Regions from separate parts of the Sus scrofa genome. Here region 2 is linked to region 1. Evidence: chromatin contacts called from public HiChIP or PLAC-seq data. All regions are on one chromosome and are shown on one strand. Each heading gives the region's core, a stretch centred on a gene start, on an enhancer-like site or on the middle of the called end of the contact. The rest is flanking DNA. Distances are from core to core; before and after follow the strand shown.

Region 1 (2,700 bases), core at 69-2,568:
GCGAGCCGCCCCCTCCCCTCAGAGGCGAGGCATTAATTTATTGTCCGCGCCGCGGCGAGGACGAGAGGACCGGTTGCCGGCGGGGTCCAGGGCGGCGAAGACCCGCGGCCGGGCGCTAGCAGGAGGTAAGGAGCACGGAGAAGCCCGGGAGAGTCAGCGCCCGGGAGCCGCCCGGGCAGCGCCGGCGGAACTGGGCGCGGAGGGCGGCGGCGCGTCCCCGCGCATCCTGAGGCTCGGGCTCCTCCGAAGGCGGGGGCACCGCGGCCCCTCCCGCAACCCTGGGGACGACAAAAGTCGCCTGTCAAAGGGGACAAGAGGCAAGAAAAGGGAGGGACGAAAGCTCCAGGCCCTCCTCGGGCTTGGAAGCCTCTAGAAGCTTTGCAGCCCCCGCCACCCACGCCCGGCCGATGCGCTGCCTCAAACGCAAAGGCCTCTCCTCCGCCGCGAGGGTCCCCAGCGGGCGCGCACTTCCAGCTCCCACCCCACACCGCAGCCGTCAGTCTGGTCCGCCGACTGGGGAACACTGGGCTGTTCCTTTGTGTTAAGGGGTACCCACGACGTTCCGGCCCCACTGCAGGGGCAGTGGCGAGGGTCGCCTCTCAATCAGCTACCTCCACCCCGCCCCCAGCCCACGGGCACCGGGAAGCCAGAAAAGGGTCGGAAAGGACATCAGTCTCCTTACCACGACCCGCGGAGCAGAGGTCAGCTCGTCGCGGGGCGCGGATCCCGTCTGAGGATCCCCGAGTTCATCACGGGTTTCTGTGTGTGGCCAAGTTGAAGCTTTCCCTCCGAGAACCCCTTGCCCCGGCGGCAGAGTGCTGCTTCTGCGAGAGATTCAGAGAAGCTGGCAGTCGGGGGACTTGAGGGCGAAGGGGCGGGCGCCCCGGCTGGGAACGCGGCCGGCGGGCTGGTGGGGTGTGCCCTGGGCGCGCCAGGCCGCGGCGGCTCCCGGGAAAGTTCTCTAGGCGGTGCTAGGGGTGGCGCCCGGGGCGGGAGCAGCCCAGGTGCAGCTGGACCGGGCCCGGGCGTCCGCAAAAGGTCCCGGAGCGAAGCGGGGACCCAGTGGCCGGGAAGGGGTCGTCCCTTCTGGGCGGGGTCTCGGCTGGGGATGGAGGGCGGAGCGGAGGTGGTCAAATAGCGAGGTGCTGAAGGTCCGCATGAAAACCCGCGTGGCGCCGGGGCCGAGCCATCTCGCCGTCTGGGACCCTGGCCACCTCACAGTGTCGGTTTCCTGAGTAGACCCAGAGGTTTGCTGGAAGGCAGGGCGCAGCTCTACTCGGACCCTGGCGTTCGGTGCTCGCAGTCCCACGCCTTCCGCGCGACCGGCTGTGTCCAGCACGGACGGGCACAATAGCTCTGAGGCTGCAGTGACCCCTGGTGGGTCCCTGTGTCCGTGCACGAGCAACCGAGGCTGGGGTGAGGCAGGGCCCCCGCTGGCCTTCGGAGCAGGTGCAATCTGTGCTCTCCAGCTGGGAACCAGAAGCGAGTTAATGCAAGTGGAAGCTAAGAGGAGACACAAGGGGAATACACTGGGTAGGGTTGATGGTAGGCCTCCCAGAAATCCTCTCTACTTTACATAGAGTACCAGAGCAAGGGCTTCAGCATCAGGCATAGTTTTGAGTTCCCCACCACCACCACTTGTAAGCTAGGGAGCCAAAGCACAAAAAAATTTGCTTAAAGCCTAGGACATCTGTACTTTAAAACAAAAACAAACAACAGTAACACACACACACACACACACACACACAAACAAAAACCGACATCCACAGCACAGTAGAATGGAATTGCACAGTCCAACTTTGGAAGGAATTTCCTCCCATACACAAAAGACTTTCTTTAGGAAGCCTCCTTCCCTGCTGTCTCAGCCAGATTTCAACATGAATTAGTAAAAACCCCAAAGTGTGATAAACCCATCGTATTTGTTATGAACTTAACCTAAAGCTACAAATCAAACCCTGGGGGTTTTTTTTGGTTGGTTGGTTTGGTTTGGTTTTTTGTTTGTTTTTTGCTTTTTAGGGCCGCACCCGCAGCATATGGAGATTCCCAGACTAGGGGTCTAATCAGAGCTGTAGCCAGCCTAGGGCACAGCCACAGCAACACAGGATCCAGGGGCATCTGCAACCTACACCACAGCTCACAGCAATGCCAGATCCTTAACCCACTGAGCAAGGCCAGGGATGGAACCCACAACCTCGTGGTTACTAGTCGGATTTGTTTCCCCTGCACCACAGTGGGAACTCCAAACCCTCTTTTATCTTTCAAGCATTCTGTGAAATTGAAGCAGATTTTGAGTTGCCAGTGGAATTGTATGTCCAACTTGGGTTGCACTGGCAGTTTTGCCTCAGGTGAGCTGATATCTTATTATTATAGATTTTAGTGTCTTTATTTGTAGAATCTTTTCTGTAATATAATATTCCTGATACAAATTACCAAATGTGATTGAAAGATTGCATAGAAGGTTTTTATTCTTTACTACAGTATCCAGTAGAGCCACTTAGGCTTGCAAAAACAAAAGATAAGACCCAGGTATAATCATTTGTTGACTAGTTTGGGGTTTTGCTGCCACCTGTTTTATGTTCTTTGATTTTGTGGTTTTGTTTTGTTTTACCTCCAATGGTAATGAAAAGGCTGGAGGTTGGGGGTGGGGCAAGGGTTCTGTTCTAGACTCCCCACAAGGAAAAATACAAAACCATGGAGTCC
Region 2 (2,700 bases), core at 51-2,550, 270 kb before region 1:
TTTTTTTTTTTTTTTTTTTCTTTCCTCCCTCCCTCTTTTTCTTTCTTTTCTGTTTCTTTTTGCTTCAAAGAAACAAAGAAAGGTCCTGGGAGGTGGTCCCTGAATAAGTCTCTACTAGGACTTACAGGTGCAGGGAGCCCCAGGTGCTACCAGTCAGCCCAAATGACTGCAGCCTCTATCCTTTCAATGAGGAATGGTTATCAGCATAAAGCCAATTAACCACCTCAACTTTCTTTCTGGTACTGATCGCTTCTAAAATTTCAGCATAAAATCCCAACTCCTTACCACAGGTACAAAGCCTGACAGGATTTGCTCCTGCCTGTCACCTACACTGCATCTCAAGCCACCCTGCCCTCCTGCCACTGCTCCAGCGACACTGGCCAAGGCCTGCTTCTGAGCACCTGAAATGGGACTAGTCTGAACTCAAATGTACTGGTAATATAAGATATATACTGGACTTTGAAGACTTAGTACGAATAAAAAAATGCAAATACATCATCAATGATTTTATATTGATTACAGGTTGCAATGACAATATTGAGCACATGGTGAATTACTGTTAAGATTAATTTAGCTGGTTCCTTTTACCTTTTTTTGCGGCTTTTCCAACATTTAAAATAACATTCATGGAGTTCCCATTGTGGCTCAGCGGTTAAGGAACCCGACCAGTATCCATGAGGACACAGTTCCATCCCTGGCCTCACAAAGTGGGTTAAGGATCCGGCATTGCCATGAGCTATGGTGTAGGTCACCGATGCGGCTTGAATCCCAAGCTACTGTGGCCATGGTGAAGGCCAGCAGCTACAGCTCTGATTCAACCCCTACCCCTAGCCTGGGAACCTCCATATGCAGCGGGTGCGGCCCTAGAAAAACAAATAAAATAAATATATAAAATAATATTCCTTGTTTGCACTAGATTCCTACCAAACAGCGCGTCTCTATCACATTTTACCCCCTTTTGTTTCTTTTTTGGTACTTACACTATCTGGACTTAACAGTGTCCATGTTACCTGTTTTGTGTCTTTCTCACGCAACTAGTCTGTCTCATTCACACCTGACTGCCAGGCATTTAGAAAAGAGCATGAAGCATACTAAGTACTCAATAAATATTTCTGAAATTAATGACCTTACTCTTCCTCAGCTGGAGACGGTGAGCTCTGTCCTCCCTCAGAACACGAGGTCTCAAGTCCTTCGGGCTACACCCGCAGCTCAGCGGTGACCGTGTGCCCGTAACACTGCGAAGAAGGGTGGGTAGAAAGTCACGCTTGATAAAAGCTCCTTCGGCGCCGGAAAAACTAGTTGCACGATGCCTCGGGAGTCGGGAGTTCAGCGCGCAAACACGCCTTTCTCACAAAGCTTTCTCATGGAGCCCCGCCCCTCAGCCAATCACTATGCACTTCGCCCTCCAGCCACATGGTGGCGTCTCGCGGGGGCGCGGCGGTCGATGGTACAGTCCATTCTCCCCCCCTCGCGCAGTGGGTCCTTCCAGTCATAGAAAAGCATTGTGGGAAGAGTGCGCAGCCTTTCCACCTTCGGCGTTGCGTCCGGATGTTCTGTCCGGGAGTTTCGAGGATGGCTGCAGCCTTCGGACGCGTGGCCACATGGCCTCTGACCGCCGGGGCCCCGGGCAGGAGCGCGCGGCCGCCTTGAGTCTGGTGAGGCCCGCGCCGCAGCAGTTCCAGGGCCGAGAGTCCCCGGCCCTAAATGCGTGGAGGGCAGCGGCCAGTTCTAGCTCCCGCCACGTTGTCGATGGGACCTCAGGAGGCCCCGAAGTGGCCCCCTGCCAGGGCTCTCTCGCCAGGAGCTGGAGCGATGGCTTGGGGGGCGTTTGAGTTTCATAGACTGTATGTCAAAGAAATTTTAATGGAAGCGGAGATTTCTTGGCTCTGAAAGGAAAAGGCCACGCCGTGTAACTGCACCTATGTCTGCCTGCCAGTGTGAAATCGGGTCAGCGCGGAAGTGCCGTTTAAGGTTTAGATCTTCATAACTTTCAGGATGCAGAACTTGGATTTTAAGATGCGGAAATTAGTGTCACCAGCTTTGGAGGTGAGTTGCTTCGAAGTTTGACGATATTAAAAGACTTAGGCTTTTGTTTCTGAGTCGTAAAGGAGAATGTGGAGCTGCGATTAGTTCCCCTCAGCTCTAATCAACAGAACAAATCATCGCAGTTGCTTTGGGGTCTGGAACTTTGGGCCACACAGCATTGCTTCCGCGGTTTTCTTGCAGCCTTTGTGTTGCCCATTCACTTTTGGCAACTAGTGAATGTGGTGTCAAAAAAGGCAAAAATCAAACACTTTTGCAGCCTTTTACTGCCTTTGTATTTGATATCTTCGGTGTAGGAGCTGCTTAAGTAACAGTTAGCTCATGTTACTTGCATAAGTGATTTTGATTCTGCCAGTGTTAGGTGTTTCTCTTAACCGGTTTTAATTTTTGTTCAGCTGAAAGATGGACGCTTGAAGCATAGACTCGCTAGCTTAATCCATGACTATGAGGAAGCAGAAAGATGACCTAAGGTAAGTTGATACTTCAGAATGAGAAACTTTCTAGGTTGGGGTGCCTTCTCTAGTAGGTATTAGTTAATAATTGTTCATTATTTGTTTGGCAGTATTAGTACTGCTATATCTGTAAGCAGTTGTTTACTGCAGATGGGATGGCCTCTTCCCAGCTTATTCATCATAAAATCCTAAGATACATGCGTAG

The links. HiChIP or PLAC-seq counts read pairs in DNA pulled down with a chosen protein or histone mark.
Region 2: a contact with region 1 is called in an H3K27ac HiChIP or PLAC-seq map of skeletal muscle. The contact joins the promoter of NREP here to the promoter of EPB41L4A in region 1. A contact is called at or near these places in 1 of 5 promoter capture datasets (fetal liver), 9 of 47 Hi-C or Micro-C datasets (embryonic fibroblasts, epiblast stem cells, fetal skeletal muscle and 4 more) and 1 of 2 datasets of contacts at active chromatin or transcription factors (skeletal muscle).

Annotation. Positions count from the first base shown.
Region 1 is chr2:117,233,805-117,236,504 of Sscrofa11.1, reverse strand. EPB41L4A (a long non-coding RNA gene) reads right to left here and starts at 1,318. Exons shown (of 23, transcript XR_002342070.1): 1 at 683-1,318; 2 at 1-278. LOC106509522 (a long non-coding RNA gene) reads left to right here and starts at 12. Exons shown (of 6, transcript XR_002342073.1): 1 at 12-125.
Region 2 is chr2:117,504,451-117,507,150 of Sscrofa11.1, reverse strand. NREP (neuronal regeneration-related protein) reads right to left here and starts at 1,300. Exons shown (of 7, transcript XM_021084633.1): 1 at 1,132-1,300. LOC100518827 reads left to right here. Exons shown (of 4, transcript XM_013995035.2): 2 at 1,172-2,046; 3 at 2,439-2,513. The coding sequence ends at 1,832.